Regions from separate parts of the Mus musculus genome. Here region 2 is linked to region 1. The links are chromatin contacts, called in public promoter capture Hi-C maps. All regions are on one chromosome and are shown on one strand. The core of a region is the stretch at or near the end of the contact, and the rest is flanking DNA. Distances in the headings are between cores, read along the strand shown. Region 1 holds the start of Slc17a3 (solute carrier family 17 (sodium phosphate), member 3). Region 2 holds the start of 4932702P03Rik (RIKEN cDNA 4932702P03 gene).

Region 1 (7,680 bases), core at 3,358-5,857:
TGTTAAAAGTACTGAATTAAAATCTTCCTCCATCTTGAAGAACTAAACCTTGGAATAATAAAACTGTTTCATGGTCTGGGAGCTCCGTGGTTACCATTTGCCCCGCAAGCATGAGGATGCAAGTTTCATCCCTGGAACTTATGTGAGCACGAAAGGCCTAGTGACCTGTGTTTGTAATTAAAGCACTGGAAAGGATGAGGTGAGTTAATCCCTGAGCCTGGCTGGCAACCGACTTAGCCTGCTTGGCAAGTTGAAGGTCACTGAGAGACCTTGTCCTTAAAAGTAAGGTGGACAATGTGTTCTGGAGTTTTATGTCAACTCGATACAAGCTAGAGTCATTTAGGAAGAAAAGTTCAAATGAAAATGTGCCTCCATAGGATTTGCCTGTAGGCAAGTCTATAGTACATTTTCTTAATTACTGATTGCTATCGGAGGGCCCAGCTTACTGTGGGCAGTGCCACATTTTAGGTGGGAGGTGGTTCTGGGATGGTATAAGAAAGCAGGCTAAGCCAGCTATGAAGACCAAGCCAGAAACCAGTGTTCTTCCATTGTCCTTCCATTGTCTCTACTTCAGTTCCTGCCTCCAGGTTCCTGTCATGCTTGAGTTTCTGCCCTGACTTCCCTTAGTGATAGACTATTACATAGAAATGTAGCAAAATAAACCCTCTCCTATTTGGGCTACTTTTAATAATAGTGTCTTATTACACCAAGAAAAATCCTAAGACAAAGTGCTTGAAGAATAGAATCCAAGATTGATCTTTGGCCTACACACACACACACACACACACACACACACACTCCAGTTAAGAGCAGTATGCCCACATTCAACATGCTAAATCTTTTCTACTTGGTTCAATGACACAATCTTTACTCTCTTCTCTGAAGGCATACCTTAAGTGCCAGGAAAGCCTTAATTCACACCTAAGTAATAACTGGCATTTAAGTTGTGGAATATATACATCTATCCATGAGTTCAGGGCTCCAAAATCAATTAACAAAGTCAATGCAATAGCCTCAAGAATAGAGCACCAAAGTTAACAGAAAAAGTATACCCACGAATGAAAACGCATTAATATAAGTAGTTAAATTTAGGAACCCTGTTGGGAGTGGCGACACACACCTTTAATCTCAGCAGTTGGGAGGCAGTGACAGGCAGATCTCTGTGAGTTTGAGGCCAGCCTGATCCACATAGTAAACTCAAGGACAGCCAGAGCTATACAGTAAGACCTTGTCTCGAAGTTAATTAATTAATCCTATCAAAAATACTTACTGACATATTTACAACAAGTCAATATGCACACATGCACATGCAGGCAAGACTAACTGGATACAGTAGAATATTAAAGGGGGTAAAGGCATTATTATATTGGGAGGGGGATATGCTCAGAAGGAGCTGGAGGTGAAAAAAATGGTTGGTGGACATGATTGCAATACACTGTATTACAATCAAGGAGAGGCAGGGAGGGAGGAAGGAGTGAAAGGAAGTGGCCATTATCTCTGGTACTGTGTAGTTTTACAGCTTTGGGGGAATGTTCCTTGGCTACTGGCATACTTCACATTTAAACTGTAAAGTGCACCAGAAGACAGCATGTTTAAGAAAAGAGGTGAGGAATATTCTCAGTGAGGCAGTCCAGCACAAGATTGAACATGGGACTGTAACAGAAAATACAGACATCATTTTGCTCAGTTAATAGGAAACAAAATAACAGAGATGAACTCCCACTAGGAGCAGTATAGCACCAGTACATGACTGGATATTAGATTTATGACTCATGTCCATGACCCAATTTGTCATGGAGAACAAGAGGCAAAATAAGAGTGTAACCTGACCAAGGATGGAGGCAAAAACATTTGCCAGAAATTCTAAAGAGGACTTAGATGCTGAGTAGAGATGACACGCCATTTGGGTTCACGGCTTAGATTCTGAGGTTCCAGGGAATGCCCACTGCCACTGAGCCAAGCCTCTGTGGTGTCCAGCTTCAGCGTACTCCATCTGATCCATGCTGGACTTTGTGAGGTTTAAGCAGAGAGTACACAGAAATTGACCTTCCTCTATCCGGGGTTGGCCTTCAGCCTAGAGATAACCGGCTTCTGTGATTGCCTCAACTGGGCACTGATTTCCTCTGAGATGTTGGTCAGACATGGAGCCATCCTACAGATAATAATTAAGGACAACTGTTCACACACTTAAGGAAAGCATTCCTTGGATACTCAAATCAAAGTGAGGATGTGTGCACTCTATTTGCTCCGAAGATTTTCATGTCAACACAAAGTAGTTTCAAGCTCATCAGAGAAGAAAAGGTGTAATCTCTAAAAGGTGAGTAAAATGATCTAAGTCAAAGAAATATTTCAATTCATACTCAAATGTTTAAAAACTAATTGTACAGGTGAGGCAAAATTGGATTTTTTTTTTCAGTGTAGAAGCATGTTGGGTCTTTTTGTTTATGAAGTCAAACCAAGTACATGGTTAAAACCATGAACATTTTAAAGTAAAGTTAAAAATTAAATTATAAAACTAAGCCACATATTCCAACTTGGTTAATTTAGAATTAGAAATACGTGAATTCTAAAGTTGTTGATTATTTATCCCAGAGTACAGAGTTCTTTAAAAAAGGACTCAGCGAAAAATAATTGACACAGGAGGTAAAACTCCTAAGACTCCATAATGAACTTAGACCTTTCTACCTTTAAATTTCAGATGTGTATATGAGCTGTGTCTGTACTTCTTTCTCTTACAGACAGTGAAAGATTGTATACTATGGAGATCGTATACTACATATGCTTCAGAAAATCCTCATTCCCCAAGGCCCAGACTTCTCAAATTATTAACCTCAATGACACATCCAACAGCTCCAGTCAGGAGCTTCAGTCAGGGCTTCCCATTATGGAGAAGTGGTTTGTCCTCTTACAGCACTTAGAGTCAAACACAAAACCAAAGGAGATGCATTGAGAGCATAAAGCAAGACAGGACTTAAAGCCACAGTGAAGATGAGCTACCAGAAGAGCTCAGTGCACACAGAACCCAGATTCCTTTCTGTGAATGAGTTTGACATCAGTGCTCAGGCTGAGTCATAAGCCTAGGGGCCTCTGAGAGGTAGAGTTTTTTTGTTTTTTGTTTGTTTGTTTGTTTGTTTTTTGCCTATACGAAACAGTGGGTTTGAAGTACCACCTCACCTTTGAGGCAAGGACAAACTCCTTCACGAGCTTGGAAGGCAATGAATCTGTTGTCTACTTCCAAGCTATTGGCAGGATCGTCTAAAGAAATGAACAAGCTTGGCCTCTGGTGTGCTGGTGTGGGTGTTCCGAGCTCAGCCCCTTTGTTGGAAATCAATGTGGAGGTACCTCAAAAAGCTAGACATAGGACTATCATGTGATCAAGCCAGAACATTTCCTGAGAATATTCTCAACAGACTCTATATTCTACTGTAGATTTATTTACTCATTCATGTTTATTGCTTCTCTGTTCACAATCACCAGGAAATGAAAAGGTTTAAAATGTCCCATCACCTGATAAATGTGTAATGATACATGGAAGATTATTCAACCATAAAGAAAAATCAAACTACAAAATTATCAGTTCGGTGCATTTCTCAGCCCTCATCAGGGAAGCTTCTTTTTATAGTATAAGGTGATTAATACAAAGACCCACGGCTTGTCAAAATCTAGGGAGTAAGAGACTGTGGTATGATCAGCTTTAAAAGGGCATCTGTGTCACATTCTTGATCATAAGGCTCAGGAAGCATTGTAGAAGAGGCATCTTAAGCACCAGAGGTAGTGGACATCTACTGCAAAACCTTCTTTGCCAGACAAGACAGCGCTGTTGTACACGTGAGCTCACAGCAGCTGTGGCTGTAAACACAAGACCTGAGCAAGATCCAGCCAGCCAAAATCTCGCCACGGTCAGGGCGGGAGCTCATGAAGTCTCACCCATGGCCGAGGAGCTATTGGCAATTTATGGCTGCTAGCCGGTGAGAGCATCAGTTTTCTTCAGGGATTCAGATTCTAAGATGCTATCCATATTCCATTAGATAGTTCAACACCTATGAACACACAGACAACACTACGTGACTCAGTAGGGAGGAGGAGGAGGAGGAGGAGGAGGAGGAGGAGGAGGAGGAGGAGGAGAAGCAATGAAGAAGCATGAACTTGAGAGGGAAAAGTGACAGTGGGGAATGGGAGGAATTTGTTGGCAAAAATGAGTGAGGTCTGATCACAATGCATCATGTGCATGTATAAAAGTTTTAAGCGGTTACTTAAGTGAGTTAGAAAACTTGCCATTGTACATGGTAACATGTGCAAATTGAGATGTAGGTACGAGCATTGTTTTATGTAGTTTATCAACAAACATAGAAGTAATTAAGACAGGAAAAAAGTCATGGGGAATAAATACTGAATTTATGAGAAGCTTGTGGGTTTTGTCCATTTGATTTGGTTAACAACGTTACTAAATAAGATTATGGCCCACATAGTTCAAAGAAGCAAAAGAAAATTAAAGACCAGACAAAAAAAAGAGGGGGTAAAGTACAAAATGTGTTTAATTTGTAACTTATCCCATTTCAAACCGGAAAAAGGAAATGTCTTTAGAAATACTGCAAGGCAATGTGACTAATAACTGCCTGCAGGTGTCAGACCCAGTAGATCCTTCTGGGGTGCTGGCAAGACACTGGACAAGGACGAAGGCTGTGAAGCTCACAGCTGAAAGCAGGGGGTGCTTCAGCCTGTCATTAATGATTAATAATTGGAGTCATGGAGTGACACAGAATACTGAGTGGTCTGGTAAGAGGTAAGAGAAGCCTGTCCAGAGGAAACACAGGAAGGCCTACCTCAGTCACTAAGTTGGTAAGTCACTTACTTTCATTGGGTAGCCAAAGATCTGCACTGTCCTTGAATACCAGCTGAGGGTTGCTATACATCCCTCCTCCAACTTCAAATGTTCTCCTGCTGACAAAATAAAAACATGTTCATACAATGTAAAAACCTATGTCTACAAAGGCAATGGGGAAGCAAGAGTGAGGAAGACGGAAAAATGGAGGGAGAGGCAAAGGGAAGGGGGAAGGGGGAGAGAAGGGGAAGAAGATAACGGAGGATGGAGAAAGAGAGGGAGAAGGGAGGGGAAAAGAGGGTCCAAGAGGGAGGGGAAAAGGAGGAACATACAGAGACAGCGGGTAAGGAGAGGGAGGAGAAGAAAGAGAGGGAGAGGAGAGACTGGAAACTGAAGAGTTTGTGCTAGATCACCATAGGAATTGGTGGAGACAATAGCAGCTGTGGAGACAGATCCAAGAAACACATACTATAAAGGAATGTTTTTAAAACTTTTACGTAGTCACATAAAATCATGTATGTGTGTAGAAGTGACTTGTCCAGAGAATCAAGGGAGGTAGATCTACCATACCCAACAGAACTTGTTATTTAAAAAAAAAAATTGAATGAGAGAGACAGAGACAGAGACAGACAGAGACAGAGAGAAACAGACAGAGAGAGAATGGTAAGGGGAAAGTCAAAGTGTCTCATGAACAAACATCAGTTCTTTTGCTAATGAGCTCAATGGCCTAGGAGAAGAGAGTCAGTGAGTTTTCTGAGGTCCATGGCCCTGCCTGGGTCCTGAGTCTACAGCAGTGGTTGTAACTACTCTTGTTAGTCTGACAGCTGCTGGGGACATGAAGAACAGTGTGAGCATTGTGAAAACCACTCTAGATAAAATGGTGTTAGCAATCACTTCTTTGCCTGTTACATCATCAATACAAAAAGCACACAGCTCTTACCTTACAGCAAACATGACATTATACTGGAGCCATATTTGAGAGACCATGGTCTGGGAACAGAGATTTAGGTTATGCCAGATGTTCATGTCCCAATATGGAAGCCGTCTCATGAATTTTATAGTTTTATAGAATGACAAAAGTCATAAATCAAGGCAAGTTTAAAATACACTAGAGTCTACATAGAGAGGCAGACACAGCAAGATGGGGAAGTTTTTCTAAGGCCTCAGATGCTACCTGATAAAATTCTTAGACTTTGAATAGGTACAAGCTAGTAGTATCAGTATCAGAATCAGAATCTAGCAGTAACAGTAGCAGTAGCAGTTGTTAGCAATAGCCGTCATCATCGTAATCCTCTTTAAAAATCAATAGATTTCAAAAGGTTATTTATCAGTCATGGAATGTTAGTCCTGACACTAAGTAGAGGTGGGCAAGAAATGGTTGTTGAAGTGGCTAAGTCTATCCGAAATTAAGATAACTGGCCTCTGAACTTATACTATTTCATCCTTTCCACACTATTACAGTTCTAACCAGTGAACCAGACGTTGTAGACTCAGGGGCCTTCCAGGAACTCTCACAGACATTGCGAAGATGTATGCCCTGTCCCACAGAAAGTATTGATCTTTTCCTTAGTCAGCTATGCTTCAGCCATGTGACTACCACAATTTTCTGAAGAAGTGCAGCCTTTCATAATCAAATTCATTCATTGCCCAGATTCTCATCCAGATAAGTTAGGAGACAGAACTATAGCGTAAGAGAAAATAAGGTTACTCTTATGCAAGAATACTGGATTAAGAAAACCAATGAGGTGATATGAACCTTAACCAAATTAAAATGTCTGAGAGGGGACTGGAGAGATGGCTCAGTAATAGAGTGCTTACTGTAGAATGTAAAGACCTTAGTTAACTTTCCAGCACCCACGATGAAAGCTGGGTTCTGTGGCATTTGTTCCTGTAGCAAAGTAGATCAATATGAACCTGTACTGGAACTGGGGAGAGCCTAGCTCCCAAGCCAGAGCTCTTCAAGCATTCTGTAGTGACTCTGATAAATCCAGTGATAAGTAGTTCCAGGCCTTAGCGGCAGGATGCCTATTATATTGAAGTAGGAGATAGTAGCCAGCTGCACCCCACCTTGCTCCCCAGGTAGATGGAATGAGCCTGGTTTTGGCTGCTTGGTACTGACTCTTCAAAGGTCCTCAAATGCATTTTCTTTTAACTAACACCTATGGATTATATATTGTCCTGTTAGACCACAGATCATCTAGCTTGTGCATTCTCTCTCTCTCTCTCTCTCTCTCTCTCTCTCTCAGAAATCAGGCCATACACTCCTCTAGGTCTTTAGGACGAAGAGTTGATAAGAAAATATGCTGCACTGTGCTGTGGCCTTCAGTCCCCCTCTTATTTACAGCTGTGATCAAATCCAGCCCTGCCCCCTACCCCTAACTGACAACATTGAGTTACACTAAGCTTGCCTTCCTGACTTCTGGTCCATATGCCAAGGCAAACTAGATCATGTAGTGTGGGACTTGTTCACCAACTTGAAAGCCCCCTTTAGTGTCTAGAATTGAAGCCCCACTCCTACTGCTATGATGCTCTGTCTCTTCTAATGCTTTCCTACATTAGGGTCTCTCTGTTTCTGTGTCTGTCTGTCTCTCTCTGTCTCTTTGTCTCTTGTCTCTCTCTAACTCTGTCTTTGTCTCTCTCTCTGTCTTTGTCTTTGTGTCTGTCTCTGTCTCTCTGTCTCTGTCTCTCTCTTTCTTTCTCTCTCTCTACATACAGCTCAACTGAAGGGTAATTTCATGTTGGTTCTTTTCTTTTCTATTTTTTCTGAGAAACACTAATTACCCAGAAAGAAAAAAACCACAATGGCCACAGTGGTAGAGATGAGCCCTACAAGTGAGCAGAGTGAGTTCGTCCTAGGT
Region 2 (7,680 bases), core at 3,220-5,719, 1.1 Mb after region 1:
TTTAGAGAATGGAAGAGCCAGTACTGTAGTCTTAGCTTTGGGAGAGGAGAACAAGGTGGAACAGGAATTCAGTGCTAGCCTTGGCTATACAACAAGTTTGAGGGCAGCCTGGACTATTTGAGATCCTATGTGTAAAAATGAAAAAAAAAAAAAAGTTAGGAGAATTAGAACTACAACTTAAATTTTAGTAATTGTTTGTTCTGGAATTTTCTATTTCTCAGCTATAGTTAACTGAAAACTCAAAAAAAAATCAGAGGGCTCAGTATATTATAACTTTACTGGTGGAATAATGGAATTAAAATGTATAGGAATGTACTTTTATTTTAAAAGCAGTATGTTTATATCTATATATTATAGTTCAATATTATCTATAATGTTAGAGGAACAGTGATTTTTTTTTAAGCACTAGTATTTAGCTTCATACACAGAATCTTCCCAATCTACAGACCAGGCTAATGCTATTTTCGTGGGTAACTGGACATTTCTGGCACAGAGAATCTGGCCCAAGTTAGAACAACAGAGCATGGTGCTGAAGCCTGTGACCCCGGCTGCTTTCTGTGCACAAGTGTACTCGCTCCTGTTGACTTTTCCAATTAATCCTGAAAGAAAGCGTTGCTATGTCGTAGACACCCACTGGAAGTCCAGAGAGCATAAGTAATTTTCACAGGGTCAGAGTCAGTGGTGGATCTGGGAATCAAGTGCTGAGACCTACTTCCCAATGCACGAAGTAGTCCAGGCATGTTGGAGGGCAAATCCTGGAGAACCTTCTAGACCCCTGAAAGTTCTGTTGCTACGATGATGAGGAAAGCTTCGAGTGTGTCTGGAAGCTAAAGACAAAGTGGGAGGTCATGGACTTGGTGTCTTCCACTGGAGCACACTATAAGCCACCCTCCTTCTAGGTTTGCAGTGGGTTTGCTGGTTCTGTTCTTGCCTGAACTCAGCCTGGTCTCTCTGATCCATCCATCACAAAAGAACCTTGACTCTATAGTGAATCAGAAATAAACATCACAATGGGTACTGGAAAATGGATCCTGTCTTGTGACCCACTTGTTTCCTGGGGACTAAAAAGGGGTTAGGCTAGCCCCTCAGCATCCATCTTGCTCTGTCAATAACTAATGATCTTGGGTTCCAAGACTCTCAGAGGTATTGATGAACAGAGAAAAATAAGCAGTGGTCCTCAACCCTCCTAATTCTGAGACCCTTTAATCCAGTTCCTCCTGCCGTTGTGAACCCAACTACAGGTTATTTCATTGCTTCTTCATAACTGTAATTTTGCTACTGTTATGAATCGTAATGCAATTATCTGATATATAACTGCTATGGAGGTTGCAACCCACAGGTTGAGAAACTGTTGTAGCATGTGGGAGAAAGCATTTTATAGGGCTCAGAGGCTGAGCGCACAACTAGTTACTGTTTTAGAAAGATTCAAATGCCAGCATCCTGCAATTGAGTATGTTTAAGACACCTTAAAGAGAGATGGCTCAGCGGTTAAGGCCACTGGCTGCTCTTCCAGAGGCCCTGAGTTCAAGTCCCAGCAACCACATGGTGGCTCACAACCAGTGTACTCATATAAATAAAATAAATAAGTCTTAAACAAACAAAAGACACACAATGAGGAACAGCCATCACTTGTGATTTTAGCACTTGGAAGGTGGGAGTGGGGAAATCAGGAGTTCAAGATCACCATCCACAACTACTACTGTATTCAAGGCCAGCCCAGGCTACAGACCTGTCTCAAGAAGTAAACAGCCATCCAGTGAAGTAAGAAAACAGTGACATAGATCAGCAGGGCAAGACCCCTGCTGCCAAGCCTGAAGACTTAGGTTTGATTCCCAGGACCCACATGGTAGACAGAAAGAACCAACGCCCCAAAGTTGTTCTCTGGCCTCCACACAAAATATCTGGATAATATGCACATGTACACACACACACACACACACACACACACACACACACACAATTGTAATTTAAAAACAGGTAGCTGGGTGTGGTAGCACATGCCTTTAATCCTAGCACTCGGGAGGCAGAGGCAGGCGGATTTCTGAGTTCGAGGCCAGCCTGGTCTACAAAGTGAGTTCCAGGACAGCCAGGACTATACAGAGAAACCCTGTCCCGAAAAACAAAACAAAACAAAAAAACCCAAAACAAAACAAAAAAAGTATTCCTCAACACTTCTTTCACATAGTGAGGACTTTTTTTTTATTATTATTATTTTTATGTGACCAAGATATCCTGGATGCTGAGTCTTGATTTTATTCGTTTAAATGTATTATCTTCCACATGTTTTGACAAGGTGTTGATTCTTGTATTCCATACATATGATGATCTAAGGAAGTCTTCTTTGAAGGAGAACTATATTTTCCTTCTGCTAATGTGGCTAAATCTGGGACTTGTGGTCAAGGGACACTGGCCTGAATCTACACTCTTCGCCTGCACGGCTGCCACTTACAAGCCTCTCCAGCGGAGGACAGAATGTCCTCTAACACCGAGAGATAAACCTGCTGAGAACAGTCAGTTCAAGCAGCCTGCCAGGCACCGAGGAGGACCGTTTAATCCTCTGATCCTCTGGTCCTCCCTATAGAGAGGGTCCCTGGAGATGGATCAGGAGACCTGTTTTCTTATGCTGCATGTGCTAAAAAGGGATTTTTAAAAAATGCTTTTACTGTAATCTTTTTTCTTTTTTCTCCCTCAGTATTGGAGACAGAAGCCTGGAGTCTGGTGTATGGTAGGCTCTACCCCTGAATTATATCTCCAGCTCCAGGTTTTAGGATTTATATGGTTGGGAAAAAAATTGAAATGTTTTGATCACATGCCTAATATGAATTTCAAATTTTGTGTCTGTAAAAAGTTTTTGGACCATGATCATTCATGTGTTTATGTATGAATGACCCCATGGCTGCTCTTATCTTACAAAAAGACTTTTTTTTTTTCAGTTTTATTTATTTCATGTATGTGAGTCCACTGTCACAGTCTTCAGATACGCCAGATGAGGGCACCAGATCCCCTTTACAGATGGTTGTGAGCCACCACTATGTGTAATGAGCCACCATTGCTGGAAATTGAACTCAGGACCTCTGCAAGAGCAGTCAGTGCTCATAGCCACTGAGCCATCTCTCCAGCCCACAAAAAGGTTTTAAATGGACTGTAATAGGGGTTGTCTGCAAAGACTAAAACACTTAGCCAGGTATAATGGCATACTCCTTTGATCCCAGCATTGAGCAGACAGAGGCAGGCAGATTTCTGTGAGTTCAAGGCCAACCTGGTCTACATAGTAAGTTCTAGAACAGTCAGGCTCCGTAGAAAGAGCCTGTCTCAAATCAAAACAAAACCACACACACACACACACACACACACACACACACACACACCACACACACCCCAAATGAACAAAGACTAAAACTATTATTTGCTGTATCTATATTGGGAAAACAAATACAATTTCTGAAACTCACGGGTCCTTCTTGAGGACAGTCAGCTTGAATTGACCAGTCTCAGCTCAGTGGCTTTCTATCAATATTAAAGGACATTCTGTCCCTGCTGCAAACTAACTTTCTCTCTCTCTTTCTTTCTTTCTTTCTTTCTTTCTTTCTTTCTTTCTTTCTTTCTTTCTTTCTTTCTTTCTTTCTTTCTTTCTTCCTTCCTTCCTTCCTTCCTTCCTTCCTTCCTTCCTTCCTTCCCTTCCTTTCTCTCTCTCTCTCTCTCTCTCTCTCTCTCTCTCTCTCTCTCTCTCTCCCCACTGTATTTTGAGACACTGTAGCACAGCCCTGACAGTATTTATAAAACAAACAAACAAACAAAAACCAATTTACAACTAGGAATTTACCTACGTGTGTGAGAACCTAAATTCAGTTCATAGCACTGCAGGAAAAGTAATTTTTTAAAAAGTATATTGGGGTATAATTCACTTAGAATAAACTACACATACTAAGTATAATGTGATGAATATGTCCATGCCCTGGAGCCGCCGCTCTAACTGAGCTAATGAATACGTCACCCTAAACGATTCTGTGCGACCCTTCATAGACACACCTTCCCTTAAACCACATTACCAGACGTCCTTGAAGTTTCTAGTTTTGTAGAATTGATGCTGGATGTATTCATTCTTGGATCTCTTCCACCACGAAGTTGTCTCCATCAGTCTATTAGCAATTTTGTTGGGGTAAATTGTGGAGGTCCCGTTCTGAGACCCAGAGTGCTACTCCTCAGGTCTGTGAATTAAAAGTCTCCTTGATCATTACGGTCTTGCAAGAGTTCTTTATTTTACTGAGTTTTTGAAAGGGAGATGAGCCAAATACACACCAGCCCAATGACAATGACTTTCGGCCACTGTTTGGATCTAAAATGTCCCAGAAAGACCAATGTGTGGGAAGACTTGATCCCCAAACCCCGCCACTGCTGGAACACACTGGAAGCTTTAAGAAGTGGGGTCCGGTGGAAGGAAGTGACCTCACTGGGTGCGTGCCTTCCTCGCTCTGCTTCTCCACCCGCCGTGGGAGCCGTTTTCCTCAGCCCAGCTCTGTTGATGCTCATTCTGGGCCCGGTCCCAAAGTAAGCTGCTCACAACGGTGGACTAGACCGGTGAGTCAAAATAGACCCTTCCTTCTTGTAAATTCATCAAATCTCAGGTATTGTGACCGGTGATAGATAGCTGATAGATAGTGATGATAGCATGACAAAAAAAAAACACATTTTTTTTTTGTCATGAAAACAAAAACTTTAAAAAATGTTCTCAAAGGTCTAACTATGTATGCCCCCCCCCCCCCCGCCCTTTCCTTTTCTAGGTCAGCTTTCTCCCTTGCCCCAGAACACACTTCGTTTTTTCTTAGAGGAAGAGGCTTCTAGCGCTCCCGCGTTCTGCTTTCCCATTGCTGAAGTGACTCCCCGGAGAGCAGAGGTCTGTGGACCGCCCAACATGTAAAGGAAAGTGCCCCTGGTATGGACATGCCAGAGTCTGGCTGTGCTTCCGGTTCCTCGGGATTGGGCTTGGCCTCTGTCCTCGGGACTATTGTAACCCTCATCAACTGAATCTTTCTGAACTCATCAGCAAGCCAGGGGTTGGAGGAGGCCCTCTGAGCAGCGCTGGGGGAATCACCCAGGGTCCTCTTTTTTTGTGGCGCTCTGGGAAGAAAGCCCCACTAGGAGCTTAGTAGCCACAGAGCAGAGTAAAGGTGGGGCTGTCTGCGCCTCTGTCAGTTGCCACTCAGAGGCGGTTCCCTGTGCATTCTGCAGGGGCGAAACCATCAGGTCTGGGAGCGAAGGCTGCAGGCTCCATATTGAGGTAGTACTTGAAGCCCACAGCCAACCCTTTCTGTCTTGATTTGTGAAGCAGTATCACCCTCCTGCCTTCATCATGTCCAGCTGGGACCTGCGAGGAACTCTGAGCCTTGAGGCCTGGGAGCTTGCCCTCTCGTCCTGGTCTCTGCTCAACCCTGGTCAAGGCTCTGCCTGGAGTTCCCACTGCTGTTGCTCCTTAAATGAACTCTCTGGGAGTTGGGGATGGGGAGGGAAAGCTCGTGTCAACATTCCAAGTCTAAATTTGAAGACAGCCGGTTTCCCCCGGGCACAGGGGACCCTGGGGGCAAAATCTGTACGTTGATCTCCTAACCCCCAAATTCTAGAATGTAGGAAGAGATGAGCCCTTTAGGAGTGGTTCAAAATGAAGCCGTCAGGCTGGGTCCTAATCCAATTTTACTGGTGTCATAAGGTGACTAAGCCCCTCAGAGGGTTGGGGGGGGGGCACCTAGTGGGGGAACTCCCACGAGGAACGGGCCACCTGTAGGCCCAGGAGGCGGGGTCATACAGGACCTTTTCATAGCTGACTAAGGCTTTGCCTTCACCATGCAACCACTTAGGAATTCAATGGAGCTTTAGGAGTGACTCTATTGTAAAGGCCAGTTTGCTTAGGTCTTTTGCATATTATGCTCTATACCGCCTAGGGATTCTGCTAGCAAGGCCATTGCCTTGACCTTGTATCAGAGCCATGAGCTAAAACAATACAACTTACCCAAGCTGTGGTATTGTGTTATTAGCAACCGAAAATGCACTCAGACAAGTGTTCACATTCGTATTCCAGGATCGTATCTGGATACCAGGGGCTCAGAAAATGCCTTTCTCATACTTCTCTGTAAAAATAAAAGACTGGAGAAAGTGGCTAACTGTGGAGTGTGTAGAAGACAGACTGGAGAGAGCTGGGGCATGACCTTGGGCAGCTGCCCATCCCTGAAACTAAGACACAGGTCTGGACCACGTGGTGTTGCTGAAGTGCCAGTGCTATTAGCTTAGCTCCCAGGACGAGGTCCTCACTGATCGGGCACTGTTGGTGAGGAAGTATAATTTTATATCCACATTGATCTAACACTACCCACTCAAAACTCAAACGATTCAAAAAAAAAAAGCTGTCAACAATGATCTGGTGTAAAAAGGGCAAAACCAACACAGCCACTCACTTTAACCCAGAAATAAGAAATCCTGTTAAACATTTATTAGATTCAACTCTGTTGATCACACAATGTCACACACTAGAAAAATGAAGCAATGTGTACATGTTTATAGAGCAATATATATTTCTCAACAACTCATGAGATTTGTCTCACAAAGTATGGCATGAAACAGTCACAGTATTAAGTATTCAAGTAAAATTCTGTTTTGAAGTAGCTGCACAGGGGTAACTAAAACACTGGGCTCCGGCCTTCAGAGAGGACAAGCCACGGGATCCAATTTGAAGGTCATCACATCACAAAATAGGCTTGTCTACATTGTGTGTCTGATCTTTATTCTCCCCCAAGTCCCAGAAGAGCAAAGATACCGAAAGAAGAACCAAGCACTTGCTTTGGGGCCCTGCTTAAAGGCCCTCAGATGTAAAACACAGATGAACTCTTGACACTTTCAGTGAGCCCCACTACCTGGGAGACAGGATTAGTATCAGGCTAGTATCATTTGAGTTGATAATTACTGCCAAGAAGCCCTAATAACAAAGGCTCAGAAAATGTGCCCTTTTCACAGAAGGTGTTTAATAGAATAAAATAATGCCTCATAAGCAGGGGAAGCCAGTGTCTTTCGATTGGTATAGATAAGGGCTGTAAACCTTTTTTAGCAGCTTTGTAGCAAGTCCTTTAGGCTCTGTAGGCCATACTGTCACAACACAGCTACTCAGGCATGGGGCACTGAGGCTGCTCACTCACAGGTTTCAGGAAACAACTGTTCTAACCCACCCAATCCATTGGGACATATGAAAACACTTTAAACTCATGAGTTATACAAAATCAGGTGGCAGGTCAGATCTGGCTCACAGGTTGTGGTTCATTAAGCCTTGTTCTTACATAACTGTATAGACATCTTCAAAAACTCCCACCTGTTACATATCTTATGGAACAGTAACAAAGGTTCATCGAAAAACACTCCTTAGCTGGGCATGGTCGCAGGCGTGACTCCAACACAGGAAGTGGAGCAGGAGAGTTCCCAGGTGAGCCTGAACTACATGAGGCCCAAACTCAAAAACCCTTAAAAATAATAATAAAAAAAAATCGACTCTTAGCTGATTTGGTGACAACATGCTTATTGTTACAGATATCTGGGAAGCTAAGGATCATCCGAGCCCAGGAGTTTAAGGCTAACAGGAGATCCTGTTTAAAAACAATATCAAAAGCCAAACTCGTCTTCCCATAACCCAAAAGCATTTTT

What was found. Promoter capture Hi-C pulls out the DNA fragments that hold promoters and counts their contacts.
Region 2: a contact with region 1 is called in a promoter capture Hi-C map of liver, with 3 times the contacts expected there. The contact joins the promoter of 4932702P03Rik here to the promoter of Slc17a3 in region 1. A contact is called at or near these places in 1 of 39 promoter capture datasets (liver), 1 of 15 datasets of contacts at CTCF or cohesin (large pre-B cells) and 1 of 9 other capture datasets (liver).

Annotation. Positions count from the first base shown.
Region 1 is chr13:23,834,827-23,842,506 of GRCm38.p6, forward strand. It overlaps Slc17a3 (solute carrier family 17 (sodium phosphate), member 3), which reads left to right and starts at 4,608. Exons shown (of 12, transcript NM_001164743.1): 1 at 4,608-4,839.
Region 2 is chr13:24,901,131-24,908,810 of GRCm38.p6, forward strand. 4932702P03Rik (RIKEN cDNA 4932702P03 gene) reads left to right here and starts at 4,470. Exons shown (of 3, transcript NR_045182.1): 1 at 4,470-4,578. D130043K22Rik (RIKEN cDNA D130043K22 gene) reads left to right here. Exons shown (of 21, transcript NM_001081051.2): 21 at 1-309. It overlaps Aldh5a1 (aldhehyde dehydrogenase family 5, subfamily A1), which reads right to left. Exons shown (of 10, transcript NM_172532.3): 10 at 6,449-7,680.